Regions from separate parts of the Mus musculus genome. Here regions 2, 3, 4 and 5 are each linked to region 1. The links are chromatin contacts, called in public Hi-C maps. All regions are on one chromosome and are shown on one strand. The core of a region is the stretch at or near the end of the contact, and the rest is flanking DNA. Distances in the headings are between cores, read along the strand shown.

The links. Hi-C and Micro-C count contacts between places; a contact is called where the count stands out from the background.
Region 2: a contact with region 1 is called in a Hi-C map of uterus, with 8 times the contacts expected there. The contact joins two enhancer-like sites. A contact is called at or near these places in 6 of 484 Hi-C or Micro-C datasets (embryonic fibroblasts and uterus) and 1 of 115 datasets of contacts at active chromatin or transcription factors (fibro-adipogenic progenitors).
Region 3: a contact with region 1 is called in a Hi-C map of uterus, with 8 times the contacts expected there. The contact joins two enhancer-like sites. A contact is called at or near these places in 1 of 484 Hi-C or Micro-C datasets (uterus) and 3 of 115 datasets of contacts at active chromatin or transcription factors (the NIH/3T3 cell line, embryonic fibroblasts and fibro-adipogenic progenitors).
Region 4: a Hi-C map of uterus shows a contact between it and region 1, with 5 times the contacts expected there. The contact joins two enhancer-like sites. A contact is called at or near these places in 9 of 484 Hi-C or Micro-C datasets (adipose-derived mesenchymal stem cells, cranial neural crest, embryonic fibroblasts and 2 more) and 4 of 115 datasets of contacts at active chromatin or transcription factors (the NIH/3T3 cell line, embryonic fibroblasts, fibro-adipogenic progenitors and 1 more).
Region 5: a Hi-C map of uterus shows a contact between it and region 1, with 3 times the contacts expected there. The contact joins two enhancer-like sites. A contact is called at or near these places in 2 of 484 Hi-C or Micro-C datasets (both in uterus) and 1 of 115 datasets of contacts at active chromatin or transcription factors (embryonic fibroblasts).

The regions. Positions count from the first base shown.
Region 1 is chr1:45,758,771-45,763,210 of GRCm38.p6, forward strand. The region is part of intron 1 of Gm51621 (a long non-coding RNA gene); the gene reads right to left. Among named protein-coding and RNA genes, the nearest start is that of Gm51621, 4.1 kb to the right of the region's middle. Within about 2 kb of position 2,846, at least 61 of the 459 cell types and tissues checked have an H3K27ac peak or open chromatin away from gene starts, as enhancers often do. A contact at or near this core is called in embryonic fibroblasts, palatal mesenchyme and uterus, where this site is marked.
Region 2 is chr1:45,100,025-45,104,160 of GRCm38.p6, forward strand. No RefSeq gene overlaps it. Among named protein-coding and RNA genes, the nearest start is that of Col3a1, 210 kb to the right of the region's middle. Within about 2 kb of position 1,502, at least 2 of the 459 cell types and tissues checked have an H3K27ac peak or open chromatin away from gene starts, as enhancers often do. A contact at or near this core is called in uterus, where this site is marked.
Region 3 is chr1:45,040,674-45,045,105 of GRCm38.p6, forward strand. No RefSeq gene overlaps it. Among named protein-coding and RNA genes, the nearest start is that of Col3a1, 270 kb to the right of the region's middle. Within about 2 kb of position 2,673, at least 48 of the 459 cell types and tissues checked have an H3K27ac peak or open chromatin away from gene starts, as enhancers often do. A contact at or near this core is called in embryonic fibroblasts and uterus, where this site is marked.
Region 4 is chr1:45,021,066-45,025,409 of GRCm38.p6, forward strand. No RefSeq gene overlaps it. Among named protein-coding and RNA genes, the nearest start is that of 4930521E06Rik, 280 kb to the left of the region's middle. Within about 2 kb of position 1,251, at least 77 of the 459 cell types and tissues checked have an H3K27ac peak or open chromatin away from gene starts, as enhancers often do. A contact at or near this core is called in palatal mesenchyme and uterus, where this site is marked.
Region 5 is chr1:44,846,767-44,851,183 of GRCm38.p6, forward strand. No RefSeq gene overlaps it. Among named protein-coding and RNA genes, the nearest start is that of 4930521E06Rik, 100 kb to the left of the region's middle. Within about 2 kb of position 2,730, at least 4 of the 459 cell types and tissues checked have an H3K27ac peak or open chromatin away from gene starts, as enhancers often do. A contact at or near this core is called in uterus, where this site is marked.

The DNA of each region.
Region 1 (4,440 bases), core at 1,596-4,095:
TTTATCTGACATTAGTATGCCATTTTAATATGTTCATTCGGTTTCCTTTTGGTGTAAATTTGTAGATAAACTGCCATTTACTAGTTAGTTCAGATCAATTGCCTACTACCCATGATATCTCTATTTCTGTGTCTATAAAAAATAATAGTTTTAAGTACTTTGAAGAATAGCTACAAGATATAAATCAGACAGATCAGCAAAAGTTAGTTCCTGGATAATGGGAAACTCTTCACAAGAATTAGCCAATACTGTCAATATCACTAGAACTATCTGGCAAATAGGATTGACTAAGAAAATAAATAAGTAATACCCACCATTAACAAGTGTAGAGAGAATTTCTTATGTTTTATATAGATCCATCTATCACCTGCCAATTAAAAAGCCTATAGCTTATGGCTTAAGCAGGAAATAGTGGTGAGACAACTGCAAAGTGACAGAATTCAGGGATAGAGGCAAGAGGGAGATTCACAGGGAAGATATGACAAAACAGACACATGGTACCTGAGCACGGGTAACCAGCTATCTGGCAGGATGTAGGCTAGAATAAATGGGATAGTTTAAGTTATATCTAGTCAGAGAAAAGGCTAACTATATGGTCAAGGTATTTGTAAGGATATGTTGACTCTTGAGTCTTTTTTCTGCGAGCAGGGGGCAGAGAAAGAACCAAGGCCTATCTTCAACGAATAAGCCATATGATATCCATGTGTATGAGTAATTACCTTTTAATAAGGTTACTGTGTCAGAATTTGCTTAAAATCATTCTCTTCTTCAAAATGTCTTACATATAGGCCACTGACAACTATCAAAGAATCATGTTTTTACATTTCTAAACATTCGCTTTAGCATATTTTGCTACAAATTATAATCTTATCCCCATACTCCTTAATATATTCTTTAACTTAATATAAGATCAAGTTCTCCCAGAAGATGCAATCATTTAACTCTTACAAGAAAATTTCCATGGGGAAACCATCTGTAAGTAAATATAATTGGCCCAGCTTGGCCTCAAGGTACACAGCTGGTAAAGTAATTGAAAAAGAAAAGGCTTACGTGTGTGTGTGTGTGTGTGTGTGTGTGTGTGTGTATCTGTATTTTCATAGTGTAGGCATTATCAATAGTGTGTGTGTGTGTGTGTGTATTTTCATAGTGTAGGCATTATCAATAGTGTGTGTGTGTGTGTGTGTGTGTGTGTATTTTCATAGTGTAGGCATTATCAATAGTGTGTGTGTGTGTGTATGTGTGTTTTACATGTATATGGGTATTTTCCATATGTATTTGTGAAGGGTGCTGTTCAGAAGTAGCTATTCATCTGTTAATGGAGTTTCTAAGACATGGGGCATTCATCATTGTAATGCCAATGATCACCTTTTCACTGTGTTGAGACAAGCATCATATAGACCAATCATCAATAAAGCATTGAGAGAAATTGAACTCTAAAGTCTTTTTTCTGTAAGCTAAGTGAGAAATGGAATTGGCCTCCTGTCTCAGCTCAAATAACTACTGAGCAGAGTTATTTGGAGTTAGAGTGGTTAATAGTAGTTAGAGTGGTTATCTATAGTTCTTGGGTTCTGTTCTCACCACCAATATGGTGGCTTACAATCAGCACAATTCCAGTCTCAGGGGATCTGGTGCCCTCTTGGGAACTCTAAGGGCATGGGGCACACACATACTGCACATGCATACATACAGGGAAAACAACCATACACATAAAATAAATATTAGTACTAGTAGTAAATTCTAAGGATAAATAAGACTGGACATGTATAGGCCAGTGTGTTGGTTAAGGTCACATTCAGCAGAAAATGTTTGGAGGTTTGATAATGCCTACACTATGAAAATATTTTCAACCTCTGCAACATTCTTAAGAGGTTAATGTTTTCCTACTGTCTTTAGGCTATTGGGCTTAAGTATAAATTGAAATTCCTTTTCTTTAAAAGTACCATTTAGCTGTAAAGGCAATGGCTGTGAATGTGCCTGACAAGAAGAAAAATGTTAAATTTCTTAATCCTTTGCCTTGAGCCTGGAAAGTGTAAGAAGACAGAGAGGCAGAGGCAATGTTTCTGCCACTCAAAACAGGGCTGCAGCTGTTTTGCATCAAAGAAAAGGGTTTTAAACTCTACCACGCTGAGTTTAGAATACCTTAAAACTGCCTCCCTGTGCATTGAAAAGGAATGTCCACATTCTTAAGAAAGGTTTTAAGTTATTTACTGACCAACATCTTAACGTGACCTCGATCTAAAGTTTTAAGCACAAAAGATAAAACTCCTAATGCCTTTGCAAAATCTAAACTCCTCCAGCAACTGAGCAGCTGGCTATGATTAAAACTGTAAATAGGTTCAAGAGACAGAATCCTTTCCCAGGTCCTCTGTTTATGAATCACCCACCCAGAGACATAATTCTAGTGGAAAGAGAATTTCCTTCTAAAGCAAAAAATAAAGTCTCAGGCATACTGCAGAGGCCTCATCGTTCACCCACACTGTTGCTCTGCACAAACCAGGCTCATCTTTCTTTGCCATAAGACATTTGTAATGTTGATGTGTAATCAGGAAACAGTTTTCTCTGGTTTTCATTTTCATGGGAAAGGAAAACATTAAAGCTGCCTTCCCAGCAATTGCAACTTAAGCTCCAGATCTTGTTATGGCAAATGAAAGATCTTTTACCCAGCAAGCAATGTGCTTGGTGGTGAAAATCAAGCAAGTTACTTAAGGGTGCTCAAACCAAGATTAGACAAGCCAGACTTGAGCTCCCCCTGTTCCAAATGCAAATGTTTAGTTTACAGATCAAGATAGAATCCACTCTAATCTGGGGTGGCGCAGGGACTGCACTGGGTTGTTTAGGCAGTTATCTAACAAGTCCCACACTGCCTGTCAGAAAGCCCCTAATCTTCCTGCCCCAGCAAGAACAAAGGCAAGTGAATATTAACCCAAGTAAAAATGAGTTACAGGGGCTCTGGCTTAAGCTGAAGTTTTCTTAGGCAAGTTACTTCAAACATAGCCATTACTTTGAACACACTGCCAAATATATACCTGCCAAGTACACACACACACACATACACACATGCATACATACACACATACATATACATACACACACACACATGCACTATTGTGCCTGACCATGGCCACTTTTTTTTCTTTTCCTCTCAGAGAGTGTGATATTGAGAAAAGTAAATGCATAGATAGTATTAATATGAAAAAAAGAATTGACATACTACATTCAAATCAGACTTGAAAAATCTGCAACTGCTCTTTATATGGTATGAAACATAAAGAGAATAACCCTAGTGACTATGGTTGCCTTTAATAGTAATGCCTAAGGTGAAGTGACATGACTTCTAGGACTCCTATATACCTTCATCATCACCTTTGCTTTGCATTACTTTTCTGGATGTTGAATAGAAGCCGTGAAGGATAGATTCACCGTGCCCATGTCACTGACTTCCTGTAGAACAAGGTCACAGATGCACATGTGGCCAGGGCATTTTGTGTAAACTGTAACACTATCCACTCACACTGTCCTGAGATAGCCAGGCATATTGGTGAGGCAGCAGTGTTTTGAAATAACAAATTGGATTCTTTATTTAACTGATCCTTTCAAATTTTGTTGAAGAAACTTAACCTGGAAATAATAAAGCCGAGTAGAATAACTGAGAGAGCTCCAACCAAATGTTCTGCAAAGGTCGTTTTCCTGATGCGGTCATTGATCTGAGAACCTGCATTGGTCTTCACTTTCTTCGAAAAGTGAAGTCTTATGTAGAACCTTTTACTTCCCGGTGTCTATTCTTACCCAGAGATATACTTCCTTTGTATTTTTGGTTTTGTTGTGATAGTTGTTGTGTTTGTTTCAAGACAAAATTTTGCTAGCAAAATGGCACCAGATAGATTCTGATGTCATGGACTTATAGAAATTACCTTACACTCTGATTTTTATTGCCCTACCTTTACTACTAGGCTATGTACCCTAGTCCACAGGAAATACATGTCTAACTGCCCAATTAAAACTAAAGAATCAAGCCGGGAAGTGGTAGTACACGCCTTTAATCCCAGCACTTGGGAGACAGAGGCAGGTAGATTTCTGAGTCCGAGGCCAGCCTGGTCTACGGAGTGAGTTCATTAATTCATACTAGCTCTGAGAAATCATTAACATGAGAGTTAGTTTTCTACTTCGTATTGGGAGAGAGAATAGCAAACTAATAATTACCAAAAAAACAAACAAACAAACAAACAAACAAAAAAAAAAAAAAACAGATTTCCCTAGCCCTTAATTGCTTCAAACTTATCCTTTACTGCTAAGATGTAAAATCATTTTTGAAAAAAGTAAAACATAAACTTTAAAATACCCTTTTCTAGGACTGAAAATGTGACAAAAATATTTAATGGACCTATCATTTTTCAGAGACTTCCGTAAGTTAAATAATAGGAGGTTCATGGGTTATGAAAT
Region 2 (4,136 bases), core at 252-2,751, 660 kb before region 1:
GGATAAAGAGTAGGAAAAGAAGAACCCACAAATTAGCAAAAACCAGCTATAATGCTTAAAGCCCTTTCATAGGTCACTTATTATCACAGTGTGTTAAGATCTCACTATTGATTTTTTGATTACAAAGGTAAACACTTAGTCTCCCAGTATGGTAAGCAGACTTGCTACAATATGACATTTGAAATCAATAGAAGAAATTTTGCTATTCTGTGTAATATCTACCTACCAGATGCTCCCTCCTACATATTCCATAAAATCATTCATCTATGCTTTTCTCTGTTTCTGAGACTTAACAGGTTCTATAACCTCTAATGTAGTGGAACATATTATGCTATGCCACTGGAATCTACATTCTTAGACCTTAGTCATTCATAATAGCTTTGAAAGAACACTCTTATTTAAACTAGAGCAAAAATTGACTGACTTATAGCATAATAATACAATGGACACTATGTGTATACATGTATTTACATGTACACACACACTCATATGCATGCATGTTAGCACACACAGGCATAAATGAACAAACATGATTTCTAAAACATATTAATGAATGTCACAGAAACTTAGGAAAAAGATCCAAGCCCAAAATGTAAACTGTATTATGTGATTTCATTAACACCAAACAAAAGACAAAGTGGATTTAATTCTTAGTATCAGAAGGTTGAATTTTGGTAATCTGTATGGAGGAAAAAGTGAAAGGAAATGGGTGGTAAAATGTTCCTTTGGAATGTCCAAGTTATTCCATATATTGAGCTCCTTGGTGGTTACTTTGTTTTTGTTCTCCATGTAGCAATTTTTGAAACTTGTTTTTTGTGTAGTTTAGATTTATGTACTTTTCCATGAACATGGTCTATTTCAATTAAATGTCTACTTATATTTGAAAATAAAGATTTAAATTGTTTGGTGTAGAAACAGGTCTTGTCCCAGAACTCAGGTCCTCTTGTCACCATTTGCTCATAAGTGCTGCATTGGGGACACTAATGTAGTTTTAAGACAAAGAGTTGTTTTAGCAGATTCTTATATTTTAGTAGGAAAAAGATAAGTTGTTTATTTTGAAACATTGATTTACATTCCAAGGGGTTATGTAATTTCTGGGCTAATAAAGGAACAGTCTTTGTCACAATAATAAATGGCCTCTGTGTGTCCACACTGTGTTACAAAAACATCCTGTCATAAAACTCTTTTTAGGTTTTTGGGGTAATTAATGTTTCTTTTAAAGTTAGGCAGTGCAGCTGAAACCTCTGTTTTGTTTTGTATTTTTTTATTCCAAGTTTGAAAGTGAGTTCCTGACCCATAGTCCTCAAAATCATGATGGTTTGATGTTTTTATTCTATTACAGGCACATTTTATCATTATTATTATCATCGTCATTGTTGTCATCATTGTTATCATCATCATCATCTTTATCACTATTAATCTCTTTTACAAACCAGTCGTTATCACCCTAGTGATCTATGCTCTGACTGTTCCTCATCTCATTCCTCCTTGCTCATCTCCAAGAGGATCTTCCCACCCCAACTCCAACAGACCTCGCCACATTCTGAAGCCTCAAGTCTCTCTAGGGTTAGGTGCATCTTCTCTCACTGAGGACAGACCAGGCAGTCCTCTGTTGTATATGTGTCTGAAGCCTCATATCAGCTAGCGTATGCTGCTTAGTTGGTGGCTCAGTGTCAGAGAGATCTCAGGGGTCCAGGTTACTTGAGATGGCTGGTGTTCCTATAGAGTTGCCCTCCTCCTCAGCTTCTTTCAGCTTTTCCCTACTTCAACCACAGAGTTTCCTGGCTTCTGTCCATTGCTTGGGTGTAAGAATCTGCATCTGACTCTTTCAGCTGCTTGTTGGGCCTCTCAGGCATAATAGGCTTCTGTCTGTGATCACACCATAGCATCATTAACAGTGTCAGGCCTTGGTGCCTCCCCTTGAAATGGACCCCAATTTGGGCTGGCCACTGAACTTGCTTTCCCTCAATCTTTTCTCCACTTTTATCCCTGAAGTTCTTTTAGACAGGAACAATTCTGGGTCTGATTTTTGCCTAGGGGAATGGTAGCCCCATCCCTACACTTGATGCCCTGTCTTTCTACTAGAGATAGTCTTTATAAGTTCCCTCTTCCCACTGTTGGGCATTTTGTCTAATGTCCCTACCTTGGAGACCTAAACATCTCTCATCTCCCAAGTCTCTGCCCCCCCCCCCCCCACTTCCTACCTCCTGAGGTTTCTGATCTCCATTCATTCAGCTAGCCCTCAGGGCTTCACACCAGTTCCTGCCACCACAATATCAGATCATGTTCTCTTTTTCACCTCTCCGCCCCCTCTCTGACTCAGGTACCTTCCTCCCTCTGCCCCTGTGATTGCTTTGTTCTCCCTCCCAAATGGGATTGTAGCATCCTGACTTAGGCCCTTCAGCTTGTTAACCTTGAGTTTTGTGGATTGTATCCTAGGTTTCTTTACTCTTTTTGACTAATATCCATTGATTAGTGAGTGTATACCATGCATGTCCTTTTGAGTCAGAGTTGCCTCACTCAATATGATATTTTCGAGTTCCATCCATTTGCAGGCCAAAGTCATGATGTCCTCATTCTTAATAGCTGAAGAGTACCCCATTGTGTAAATGCACCACATTTTCTGTATCCATTCTTCCTTTGTGGGACATATGGGTTTTCTCCAGCTTCTGGCTATCAGATAAGGCTGATATAAACATAGTGGAACATGTGCCTTTGTTCCATAGTGGGGCATCATTTGGGTATATGCCCAAGAGTGGTATAGTTGATTCGTCAGGTATATCGATTTCCAATTATATGAGGAACCTCCAGATTGACTTACAGAGTAGTTATACCAGTTTGCACTCCTACCAGCAATGGAGAAATGTTCCTGTTTTTTCACATCCTCTCCAATGTGTTGTCACCTGAGTTTTTTATATTAGCCATACTGATTAGTGTAATGTGGGATCTCAGAGTTTTGATTTGCCTTTCCCTGATAACTAAGAAATTTGAACATTTCTTTAATTGCTTCTCTTGGCCATTCGAGATGATTCCTCTATTGTGAATTTTGTTTAGTTCTTTACCTCACTTTTGACAGGGTTATTTTGTTCTTTTTTTTTTTTTTTTTTTTTTTTTGGTGCTTAGCTTCTTGAGTTTATTATACATATTGGATATTAGCCCTCTATTAGATGTATGGTTAGTAAAGATTTTTTCCCAATTTTTAGGTTGCCAATTTGTCTTATTGCATATGTTCTTTACCGTTCAGAAGCTTTCCAGTTTCAGGAGGTCTCATTTATCAATTCTTGATCTTAGAATCTGAGCCACTGGAGTTCTGTTTAGGAAATTTCCCCTGTGCCAATGAGTTCTAGGCTCTTTCTCACTTTCTCTTTTATTCGATTCATTGTAAATGGTTTTATGTTGAGGTCCTTGATTCACTTGGACTTCAGTTTTGTGCAAGATGACAAATATAGATCTATGTTCATTTTTCTACTCACACACTGCAAGTTAGACCAGCATGCTTTCTTTTTATCATTGTACATTTTTGGCTTCTTTGTCAAAGATCAAGTGTCCATAAGTGTGTGGGTTTATTTCTGGGACTTCAATTCTGTTCTATTCATCAACCTGTCTGTCTGTACCAATTCTGTGCAGTTTTTGTCACTATTGCTCTGTATTATAGCTTGAGGTCAGGGATACTGATTACCCCAGAAGTTTTTTTATTTTTAAAAATTGTTTTGCTGTCCTGGGTATTTTGTTTTTCTATATGAAATTGAAAATTGCTTTTTCCATGTCTTTGAAAAATTGTCTTAGAATTTTGATGGGGATTACATTGAATCTGTAGATTGCTTTTGGTAGGATAGTCATTTTTACTATGTTAATCTTGCCAATCCATGAAGATGAAAGGCCTTTCCATCTTCTGAGATCTTGTTCAATTTCCTTTTTTCAGGGATTTGAAGTTGGTGTGTTACAGATCTTTCACTTGCATGGTAAGAGTTAGATCAAAATATTTTATAGTATTTGTGCCTATTGTAAAGAGCGTTGCTCCCTATTTTTTTTCAGCTTATCATTTGTATAAAGGAAAGCTACTGATTTGTTTGAGATAATTTTATATCCAGTCACTTTGCTGAAGTTGTTTATCAGCTGTAGAATTTCTGTGGTAG
Region 3 (4,432 bases), core at 1,423-3,922, 720 kb before region 1:
AGGATATCATCCTGAGTGAGATAACCCAATCACAAAATAACATATATGATATGCACTCACTGATAGGTGGATATTAGCCCAGAAGATCGAAATACCCAAGATATAATTCACAAAACACATGAAACTCAAGAAGAAGGAAGAGGTGTGGATACTTCAATCTGTCTTAATCAGGAACAAAATACGCATGGAAGTATTTATAGAGACAAAGTGTGAAGCAGAGACTGAAGGAATGACCATGCAGAGACTGCCCCACTTGGGTTTCCATCCCATAAACAACCTCCAAAACCAGACACAATTGTGGATGCCAACAAGAGCTTGCTGACAGGAGCCTGATGTAGCTGTCTCCTGAGAGGCTCTGCTAGTGTCTGATAAATACAGAATTGAATGCTCATAGCCATCCATTGGATGGAGCACAGGGTCCCCAATGAAAAAGCTAGAGAATGTACCCAAGGAGCTGAAGGGGTTTGCAGCCTCATAGGAGGAACAACAATATGAACTAAACAGTACAGCCAGAGCTCCCTGGGACTAAACCACCAACCAAAGAAAACACATGGTGGGACTCCTGGCTCTAGCTGCATGTGTAGCAAATGATTGCCTAGTCTGTTATCAGTGGGAAGAGAAGCCCTTCATGCTGTGAAAGTTCTATGCCCCAGTATAGGGGAATGCCAGGGCTAGGAAGAGGGAGTGGGTAGGTTGGTGTGTAGGGGGAGGGAGGAGGGCATAGGAGGTGTTTGGAGTGGAAAACAGGAAAGGGGATAACCTTTGAAATGTAAATAATGGAAATATCTAATAAAAAAAGAGTATATTCTACTATTGCAAATGACAAAGTATGATTCACAGCACCCATACAAATCATATGACTCACAATATCCTACAACTCCAATTTCAGGGGATCCGATTTCTCCAGCCACCATAGGCAGCTGAACTCACAGGAACCCTCTCCCAAGTAGCAATACAAACAAAAATAAATGAATGAATAAGCAAACAAATAAATATGTTTAACTAAATGAAACAAAAATGCATTTAAGTCTTATTTTGTAAGTAAAAGCAGCAATGTTGCATTGAGCTTGACACATTCATTTTTCCCATTTATTTATTATTTATTTACTTATTCACTTTATATTCAGATTGCTAGTCCCACTCATGATTCCCCTTCATATAATCCCTCCCTCTCTGTCTTCACTGAATGCTACCCTTCAGTATGCCCCCACCCTTCCACCTCATGTCTCAGCAGGACAAGGTTATTCTCTCCTATTGAGACCACATAGGGCAGGCCAGTTAAGTGAATGAGATCCACACAGACAGGCAAAAGCTTTAGGAACAGTTCCAGCTCCAGTTGTTGGGCAATAACATGATGACCAAACTACACATCTGCTACAAATGTGGGGTTGGGTGACTAGGTCCAGCCCATGTATACTCTTTGTTTGATGGTTCAGTCTCTGAGATTCCTCAGGGATCCAGGTTAATTGACTCTGTTAGTCTTCCTGTGGGGTTCCTCTACCTTCTGGAGTTCTCAGTCCTTCCCCCAACTCTTCTGTAATTGTCTACAAGTTCCATCCAATGTTTGGTATGAACTTTGGATCTTTTAAAAGAGACTGGATTTTTAAAGAATTGAAATTGAAGGACTGTGATACTTTTATGTTATAATATCTATATTGTGATATTAATAAAGAATGAGCAAAAAGGAAAGTTTATTGTTAACTAATATTGATTGTTTTATTTTTAAACTACAGACTGATGTGGTGAGGATAAGCCCAGTTTGAGCTATGCCATACCCGGGTGATCCTGGGATGCTAGAAGAAAGTACAATAAGGTAGAGTGGGGGGAGTTACTAAGCCATTCTCCACCATGGCTTCTGGTTTTTTTGTTTTTGTTTTTGTTTTTTGCCTCCAGGTTCCTGTCTTGAGTTCTAGCCCTGACCTCATTCCTTGATATGAAGGCTGTGAACTGAGAGTTGTAAGCTGAAATAAACCCACTACCCCTCATGTTGACTAGTGTCATGGTTAATATTACAACAATGTAAACCCAAAGACATGGAGTTAAATATTTTTACAGATGAATTTCTTTCATGATAAAGGCCTGAAACCATATGGATAAAGAAATACAGCTGTTACTAGACAATTTAAAATCACATCAATATGTCAGAGGTCAGAAAGCACTGATGACTAACTGTGGTCATCTTAACTAAGCAACTCTTACTTATTTTATGACTTGTTTCTTTAAAGTCATTAAATTGACTTTGAGATCATCTACACCACAGCCAGTAAGTGACCACCATGTTTTTCTAAAATTGTGTTGAGTCATATTTTCTGTGGAGGTGTTTCTTAAATATTATAATGTCTTTCCTGGATCCCGATGACTGAGTTCCAATTTGGCTTGAATTTTCTTATAAAGATGTTAAAAATAACATGTTTCTCAGAGATACACCTCGTGTTTAACTAATGTTTTCTGCAAAAGCAGGTAACAACACATATGTCAGAAATCTCAATCTTTCTACGTTTAGACCATGAGCATGTGTGAGAGAATCCTTGCATTTCTCAGCAGTAAACTTTAAATTAATCCATCAACCCGACTTCTCTAGCATTTTAAAGTTCAGAAATAGGACTAGGAGTGGTGAAATGAGGTTTGGTCCTGGCCAAAGTCTGGAAACAGTCAATGCAATATTGAGTTTCTGGGGCTGGATCCAGCACTGACTTAAACAGGAAATGTGTGCTCTGTGGCTTTTTGTCAGACCTACTTGGGCCTAAGTGTGCAGAAATCACAAAACCTTCCTTGGAGCTTTATTGCTCCAACTGCTGGATTCCACACTAAGCCTCCTCTTCCTGCTTTCTGACCTAATAGGAATGCTCTCCTTAACTGTGTTTAAATCCTACCTAGTGTAGTTTGGCTTTAGCTAAGTAGAAAAGCAGAAGTCTGCAATATGTGCTATGTCTCTGAATTTGAGACTGCTGTGACATCATAAATAAAAGGAACCCCATTAATCACATGGGGCAGGCTAAAAAAAATTCAGGAAAAAATTTTCTCATAATAAAATCCAGATCAGTTCTCTCTCCCTGTGTCCTCTCTACTGGATCTCTCCTGTTCTCATCCCAACTCCCTCTCACACTCAGTTCCCTCCCTTCATCTACCCCTGATGTCTAGATTATTTCTCCTTCTCAGTGAGGTTCAATCATCATCCCTTAGGTCCTCCTTGTTACTTAGCTTTGTGACTATAGATTGTAGCATGGTTATCCTGTACTTTTTTAGTAATATTCACTTATAACTGGGTACATACTATCTGTTTCTCTCTGAATCTCGTTTACCTCAGTTGGGAATTGGGGTAATATTTTTTAGTTCCACCCATTTCCCTGCAAATTTCATGATGTTCTTCTTTATAATAGTCATGTATTGTTGCAGTGTGTAAATAAATGTACTGTTTTCTTTATCTATTCTTCAACTGAGGGACATCGAAGTTCTTTCCAGTTTCTGTCTATTACGAGTAAAGCTGTTATGAAAAATAGTTAAGTGGGGGAGGGTATGGGGGACTTTTGGGATAGCATTGGAAATGTAAGTGAGGAAAATACCTAATTAAAAAAAAGAAAAATACTTAAGTAAGTTTCCTTGTGGAATGGTCAAGCATCATTTGTGTATATACCCAGGAGTAGTATAACTGGGTTTTGAGGTAGATCTATTCCCAATTTTCTGAGAAACCACCAGATTGATTTCCAAAGGAGTTGTACAAGTTTATACTCCCACCAACAGTAGAGGACTGTTCCTCTTGCTCCACATCCTTGCCAGCATGAGCTGTCACTTGAGGGTGTTCGTCTGTTTGTTTGTTTGTTTGTTTGTTTGTTTGTTTTTATCTTAGCCATTCTGACTAGTGTGAGATGGAATTTTAGAGTCGTTTTGCTTTGTATTTCCCTAATGACTAAGAGTATTAAATATTTGTGAGAGAGAACTTGGATGGGGGAGCATCTCTGGGATAAACTAGAAATCTAGGACAAAGGATGAATGAATGAGTGTGAACCTACCTAAAACTTCTAACAGTATGGAATATAGAACCTAAACCAGATACCTCCTGTAATCAGGCAACACTTCCAATTGAATGGGGTACTACCCTACCCACAAAACCTTTGAGTCACAATTTGTCCTGATAGTAAGATGTGCAGGGGTAAAGATAGAGCAGAAATTGAAGAAATGGCCAAACAATGACTGGCCCAACTTGAGAGCCATGTCAGGAGAGAGAAAGAGTCCCCTATTTCTGACACTATTAATGATGTTCTCCTATACTTGCAGTCATAAACCTAGTGTTTTAGTTAAAGTTGTACTGTTGTGAACAGACACCAAGACTACATTTAATTGGGGCTGGCTTACAGGTTCAGAGGTTTGGTTCATTATGATCAGGGCAAGAATATGGAAACATCTAGGCAGGCATGGTGAAGGAGGAGCTGAA
Region 4 (4,344 bases), core at 1-2,500, 740 kb before region 1:
AGATCAACTTACATATAATATTAAAAGAAGAATTATATCTTTATCTAAAGGAAGAATGAAATAAACTAATAAATGAGGATGAATAAATCTGTTGAGGTTTAGAGATTTTCAAATAGATGATTTCCTGAAATTCTAGATTTTTCCCCCCTCTGTTTTATAATTTCCCTTTTCTCTAGCAGCTACATGGTGTAGTATATCTTTCTGTTCAGACTCACTTTTGCCCTTGGGCTCATTTTCATTTCTCTTTTCCTTAGGGAGGGAAGCTGGGCGTGGGAGCTCAGGCTCCACTGTTAGCTTCTAGTCAACGTGGCATGGGAATCTGCTTGTGAATCTGTTCCTCATCTGATTGTCTATGAGAACAATTGCTCTTTGATTAGAACCATCTGGTTCCCACTAAAGTTATTTAATCCATGTGTTTAACCTGCCTAGAATCCAAGTGCAAACTGCTCATGTGGACCAGTTGCTGATATCATGTAATTACTAGATAGTGTGGGACTTGCTAAACACTAGCCACCACCAATGACTCACTAAAAATTTTTTTGTGCTGATATTAGAGCAGGAGAGAAAGGGGAAAATGGAAGAAATGGACGAGGGAAGTGTATAAAATTGGGTCATGAGAATGAGTGTAAGCCAACACTCATAGAACCAATCAGTATGGAACTGACCATGTCCTTAAAACTTGACTTTACTAACTATAAATCTATCAGTAATATTTTCAGAACATTTCACAATATGATTTATAATATTCTTTCTCAGTATTAGTAACAACATGGGGGGGGGAGAAAGAAAAACAGAGAGAGAGAGAGAGAGAGAGAGAGAGAGAGAGAGAGAGAGAGAGAGAGAGAGAAAATGTCAGAGAGATGCAAAACACCAGGAGATATACCTACATCCTGTCAAGGTTATTTATTGCAAGTTCATGGATCTGAGAAACACATTCGTTTTACACTTCGTCATTGATGTTTTGCTTTTATGACATTTTAGTGGAAGTATTTGTTAACATTGTCAAGGGATTTCCTAGCTAAAACATAATCAAAATTTCTTTTTGAGAACCATTTCTCTTTTTATCCTAACTCCATCTCTTTGATCTTCTCAACTAACTAAAACTCAAAATGTTGTGATTTGAAAGAATTACAGCAAATCAGACTTCACTGGAAATCATATAATAGCTTCCCTCCCCTGGTGTTTGACTGTAAGCAAGACCCAAGAGCACTATCCTTGCCTCTCCTTTCTGTTAATTCCTGTTTGTACATGCAGAATGTAGGGCAGTGACTCACAGTACTGGCCCAGAGCCACACAGCTGGATAGACACAGGGTGCATTTCATAATAAAAGGGTCAAGAAAGAAAAATGGTGTTTGTTCATTTTAAAAAATTCTACATGGATTATTCTTACAAAAGCAAAACCTTATGTTTCTAAGGAAGTAGATTTATGGAAGATACATTTTTTTAAAATTGTAACTCCTCATTGCTGAAGAAATCACACATTTTGGTTGTAGAAAATAGAGAAACAAAGCCTGAACTAAGCAGAAACCTATCTCTCTGTTAGCTAGCTTTCACCGGGCTGGTATGTGCTTTGTTGGCTGCTGGCAACCACTAGACATCAATGGCATAACCCTGTGTTGGACCCTGCATTCTAAACAATACTGACCTACAGGACAATATGTACTATTGATGCTAAGAGTAGCAAGACTGTGTTTATGGGCTAACCAACCATTCTTTTGATTAGACCTGAGATCTGCTCCTCACTGGCAAATTCATGTATGGGTATTGGAAACTTGGTCAAAACCCATGAAGGTGGAAGTCATAGTCTGAAAGAGGAAACCTATTTGTTTTATTTTGCAAAATTCATGTTATCAGACTGCCCTCTAAATATTTACATAAATGTGCACAGATTTGCTTTAAACTTAACCTTGAGCAGAGAGCATCTTACTGTAGTAGGCAGCTTCTAATGAAGAGACTCATCAGTGTTCAAAGTGCTAAGAATAAGTGACTGTGAGTGCTTTGTGACACATAAGGACATCTATATCAGCCCTCCTCCATACCAACACTCAGTGAATGCCATACAAGAGGAGAAAGAATAGATAAATTAATTAGAAAATACAGAGGAGTGGTGTGAAATGCTGTCCTTTGGACATAATGCAATAGTTGCTCACATGAACTTACAGTAGATATAGCTACCTGCACAGATCAAGACATTTAAAAATTTTAGCACACAAAGAAGCTGGGCTCCTGAGGCCCCACACCTTCCCAGGAAGCTCTTGGAAGTTGATCGCTGCTGGGAGCAGGAGAATCACTTTTCTTGGGGAATAGCAACTGGAAGATTACCGTAGCCCCAGTCGATAACAATCCACATCAGTGCATATAATGGCAGTAGTAATTGGACTTCGTGGAGTGATTTGTTTAAAGAGACATGGGGGCTGGATAAATGACTCAGAACTTAAAGTGTTTACTGCTCTTCAAAGGACTTCAGTTCAGTTCTTGGCAACTACCTCAGTTGGCTCACAACTGCATCTCCAGATCCATGGTATTTTATTTTCCCTCTGGACTATATAAACACTTAACTCACATGTATAACCCCCCCATACACACACACATGTATCCAAAAAACCACACACATGCACACACATACACACACACCACCACCACTATCATGCTTAATAATGAAACAAATCTTAAAGGATAAATAATAGATGGGAGGCAATTGTATTTGGAGAGGGAGGGAGTAGTGGAAAGAGGGCATTAGATATGATCAAGATACATTATATATATATATATTTGAAAATTTCAACGAATAAACAAAAAAGGAAAAGAAAATGCATACTTACAGTAACTTATTCAAGTTATCTAACAACTGTTTATAGGAAAATACTTAAAAGCAGCCATTCCTTTTAAATGTTACTCATCCAGTAAGAGGAAAATTTAATTAAAAGAAATTTAACAAATTTAATAAAGAAATAAGTACGCAATAATTTTGGAATTTTAATTAACTGAATAGTAGAGGAATTATATGTAAGAAAAAAGAGGACACTGGAAAACATTTTACAGGCCTGACAAATGGGTCAACTTAGAAATATCTGTACTTCACCTTAGAAAGAGTGAGGAAGCCAATAAGCAATGCCAAAACATATGTATCTGTGATATCATTTCTCATCTGTACTGAATGTTGTATAGAAGTTGATTAAGGTGTAGCATGGAAAATCAAACCAAAATAAATTATTAGTTGGTTTATGATATACCTTCTAAAAAATAGTGAATCCTCTTAAGAGAAAATACTGTTACTTCAGGCTCAACTAACAGAATATTCTACTATATCTGAAATAAATTACATGTAAGATCTGAATTTCTTAGCAGATCAATCATTTTAAAATTCTGGTGATGAGAAATTATGCCTGAATCTACTCCCATCCTCAATTCATGGTAACAAATTCTTTATGTGAGGTGCTTGAAGTCAGGGTAAGAGCTTTTATAATAACTTTTGTAAAACTGTTATAAATATAACCATTATAAAAGTATTATAATAACTATTGTAAAATATGTTTATAATAACTAATATAAAATTTTCTTTAAATTATTCTTTGGAGGAATGGGTATTGTGACATACTATAAGTAGAAATGAGACTGTGGACAAAGATTTGTACATGAGAGAGATTAAAAACATCTTTTAATTAAAAAGAAATAAGAAAGTGGGGTTTAAAGAGGGAACGAGGCAAAAATGGTTTGGTTTATATCCTAATAAAGGGGGCCAAATATTTGAATCTTTGAGAATCTCAGTGTTTAATGATGCAACTTAAATGTTGGAAATTTTTGCTGAGCAAATCACCTAGTCTTTCACATATACAAATGTTTACAAAGTTTATAATAAAATAAGAAGTGCAAAGATCCACCTCAAAAATGATCAAATGAAGCTGGGCACAGTATTTGTATTGAGTACTCTTCAGTTGTCATGATAAAATCCCAAGGACAAGGTAACTTAGAGGGAGATTAGTTTGGCTTATGGTTTTAGAGGGTCAGAGTCCCTAATAGTCAGAACAGTATGGCAAAAGTTGGCAGGCATACTGGCAGAAGCAGGTAGCTGAGAGATCACATATTCAACTATAGGTACGTAACAGAGAATGAACTAGAATGGGTATGAGTCTAATATATTAAAGCCTGCCACCATGGAAGTATTTTCTCCAAAAAGGCTACTACTTGCAAACCTTCCCTAAATATTGCTACTACCTGGAGAACAATAATTTAAATATATGAGAGATATTCACCTGTGACCCATGATTCCAATACTAAGGAATATGAGGCTGGAAGGTATTTATTCTAAGTCCACCCTGGTGTATTATGTCTCAAAGCAACAT
Region 5 (4,417 bases), core at 1,480-3,979, 910 kb before region 1:
CTTATGCACACTTTCATGAACTTGTATATTAAAAGATATTCAATGTCATTGTAAAAATTAAAACTAAACAGAGTTTAAGAGTTTCTCAATTGGGAAAATTAAATCATTCGTATTAAATTGATATACAACTCATTACCAGAAAGAGCTAGGTAGATTCATATGAAATGAAGTCAAAAAATTTTAAGATACTGCCAAATCAAGACTCATTTCAAAGTAGAGTAGTTTTGGAAAGAAACTGTTAAAAGGAATTCCTGAACCTATAGCTTAGGAATTCTGTGGAAGAAAAGATGAGAATGCTGCAAGGGCCAAAGAATCAGGTGTTGGCTGCAAAATTATGTCTCCAAGAAATTTCAGAAGCTATATCTTTCTTACTATGGTCACTGCCTTAAACATGTGCTGAAGAAGGACAACAGCAATAACATGGCTAAGTTTTTTGGAAATAAAAACTACCAGAAATAAACACTACATGAAGAACTACAGACAACTAAGGACTGCTAAAGGTGGGAGAAACAGTCTTTCTCAGATATGAGAATAGCAATGGTCATCCCAGAAAACATACATCCAGGTAAGATTTATATGAATATACATGTATGTGAACATAGATGTGAGATTTCTCAATATATTATATAAAACCTAAACTCAAGAACACATCAAAAAGATTACCCACCATGATCAAGTTGGCCAATTATATATCTGACAGAAGGTTAATATATAGAACATATATAACTGCAAAAAGAAATAAATAAAGATATCACTTAGCTATGTCATCAAACATGGAAAATTTGAAACTTTACCCCCTATTCCCTATTGGTATTCATGTTACTGGAAAGAACTTTGGACAATACTGTAGGAAACACATAATTATCAATAACACTCAGCTACCAACACTGCCATCTACAACCACAACATGTTTCAAGATGTGTAATAGTGGCATACATTTTATGGAAGTAGCTGACACCACCACCACCCCCAACACACACACTCACCGTTTTATCAAATTTATGGCCAATGCCATGACATTGAACCCAAATCTGGCACTGCTAATGTGGTCAACAATATGAGACTGGTAGTTCATGGGTATAGGGGAAACCCTACTACTATTATTCTAATAAAGGTACAGAAAGAACAGAGCAATAAAATGACTGATCATTATATATTGCTATACCTGTAGATCAGTGCACCATACCAGAGAAGGTTCTTGTTACAGCCAACGGAAACTCTCATAGAGACCTGGACACAGTGCAGAGAATGGAAGACTTTGGAGCACTTATTCCTACATGATGTGTTTCCTAAACTCAAGACTCAGAGATCTATAAAGAAGAGGAGGCACAAAGATTATAAAAGCCAGAGGTGGTGGATGACACAAAGAAAACAGTGTGTTCTAGACACAGCACGGTTGATATACACACAAACTCACAGATACACAAAAATCTGCACAAGTTAAATAACACAAAATCTCAGCACGGAGAAGGAAAAGTAAATACAACATTCTATCACTAATCAAGAAGCTGTTTTTAATTGATACCCAAGGGAAAAAGTAAGATCAATTTTGTCTAGCGGAGTTTCTGTGTATATACCAACTACATTCTAGGGAAAGCCCCATGCCCAGAAGTCATTGGCCAACAGAAAACAGAATCCATTCATTTTGTGTGCTTTTGTTTGGTTGTAAGTTTACATTGGCATTTTTGTCTTTTTGTGTATTTTGATTCTTATCTTTTGGGCAGAGTTTAAGACAGAGAAAGAAAATGATGTTAGCTGGATAGGAGGCAGAAGATCTGTGAGAAGCTGTGGAGGAGAAGAATATGGTCAAAATGCACTGCATGTACATTTTTTTAATAAAAAAGAAAAAAGTCAAAATATTTTATTACTAATTGTTTAAATTTATTGTATAATAAAGTTTATGATTTCTTTTTTATGTATGGAATTGTAGAAATGTGTTATTATGTTTTATTATCTGAATATAGGAAGTAATATCCTAAGTGGCTACAAATAAAGGAGGCTCATTGTACTTATAGTATTTACATAAATATTTATTAATTTTATTTTGACAGAGAACCTGCCACTTCATATTTCTATAAATAGCTAAGTGGAGTATGAACTCACAGTGGCTTGAAGGAAAGGCTGGAGGGAGAAATGGGAGGGGAAGTCATATAATTCTATTTCTATTAAAACACATATATAGATATATATACACATATATATATATATACTGTTCATTATCTTTACATTTTTTTATTTAATAACAGAAAGAAGAACACATTTAATCAGAATGTGCAGAACCAAAAAGACTAAAAATTATGAATTCCTGTTGCACGTAATCAAATGTATCTCACCTGGAAATCAATCTATGCAGGATGTTACTCTCACCTAAATTGTAAGCATTATAAAGCATACTATATCTAGCTTATAGTTCAATACAGTTTTAGTTACAGTAAAATGATATTTTGTTTTTTGTTTCTATTGTCCTTAAAATAAATATTTCATCTTTATCATTTTTAATGAACAATATAGAAAAATACAGAGACTTATACAACTCTACCAAGTACTCAGTTTCTTGTAATACTCACAGCTGTTACATAAACTCTGGAAGTAAAATCAGTGTCATGATAAATTGACTTGAGAGTAAACACTGACCAAAGATTTGGTTGTTTTTTCTTTCTTCAGAAGACAGACTCTGTCTTTTATGTTTTCCCCCTTAAGTCACTCGGTTACTTTGCAGTCACTCCTCTTGGCTCTTAACAACAAAAATATGTCATAAATCCCAAAGACCCAGCTGCACTTAGTTACTGTGCTGTAGGCAAGGACACATGTCAAGTTGACACCTAGTTAAAGAGTGAAATCATAAAGAAGAAATCCCAAGTTTGTGTTTGGAAAGGACTAAAAATAAATGACTACTTATGTTATATTGGTATAAAATAAGGAAACAGGGGAATGGGAGACATTGACTATGAGCATATGCACACGTGTGATGGGAAAGTGATCCTGCTCCTCCATCCTGCAAGGTCTCGGAGAATAGTCGCTAGGCAACACTGCAGCTTGTTAAACATTCTCACTAATAAATTTCTGTGTGCTGTTTAAACTTGTCTTTAAAGGTGGTTTTGTTTCACATTATCCTAAATAACTTAAAGCCAGATCTTCTGATATGTCAATTGTAGATAGCAAAACAGAATATCTACCAAGTTATTTATTGGCAAAACACTAAAACAGAGTCATATGATCTGCCACAATTTCTATAAAATTATCTTACAGGTAAAATATATATATGAGATATAAATAATTCATTATATTTTGATTATTTATATCAATTATAAACAATATACACATCTCTCATTATTTTATGCATTTATTATTACTATATTTTGATAAAACCTCATTTACTTGTTTTTTGCTCCTGGCTCTGAATTCCTTATACCTTGTAGAGTTTATTACTCATGTTCTTCATAAAATTAAAGGTAACTCAAATCTCATTTGTTTGCAGTTTCCAATTATTCCAACTGCAGACTATAAACTCAGGCAAACAAATATCAACCACTGATTTTCCAATAGCTTTGTGTTAGAAAAACTTTCTTTTTTATATTTTATTTATTAATTTAGTTTTACACTCCAGATTTTATTCCCCTTCTGGTCCACCCTCTGAGGTGGGTGGGTGGTGGGGAACATTCTCATGAAGACAGTAGGGTGGGGTAGGTGATATGAGATGTAGAAAAACTTTCTCATGGTATCTTTTTCTCAGGCACCAGAACAATGCAGGATTATCTTTATGAACTCCAGATGTGTTATCAAATAAAAGCATCTCTAATATTATTCAACGTATGATTCATTAGTTTCCACATTCATCTAGCAGAACAAAATTTGAACTAGTTTTCATTATACAATGTCTTCTTGCTGAGATGTTACAAACTTCAGCATATGCTTATAAATGGATTTTACTAAAGATTTTATAGGCAAGAAATAGAGTGTTTGTACAGACACAAAGAATAGTCCCAAGACCATCACATAAACATTTCAAGATAAGCTTCTTGACATCAACTAGTATCCCAGGGAAGAACTTCAGCTACATGCTTAAAGTGGAGTGTACTCCTCCTGTGTATTTCAATTTTCAGACAAGGATTTGAATTTGAAGCATAAATTTACTTGACATTGTTTATAATTCTGTTGTAAGAACCAGTCAAGCTGTGTCAGTATTTTTTTTCTGATATGGAAAAAAGAATGTATACTCCCGCTTTGATAAGCTTTAGATTTCTCTAGGGAAGGAATGTAAAGTATTTGTTGAATTTTCCACATATTACAACTCCTTGTTACACTCTAAAAGGAAGAGGCAAGAATAAACTATAAGAAAAAATATACTTTAATCATTCCATTAACAGGCTGAAAATAAGGGAGAGGACTAGATAATCTCAGAATTTGAAAACTGAGA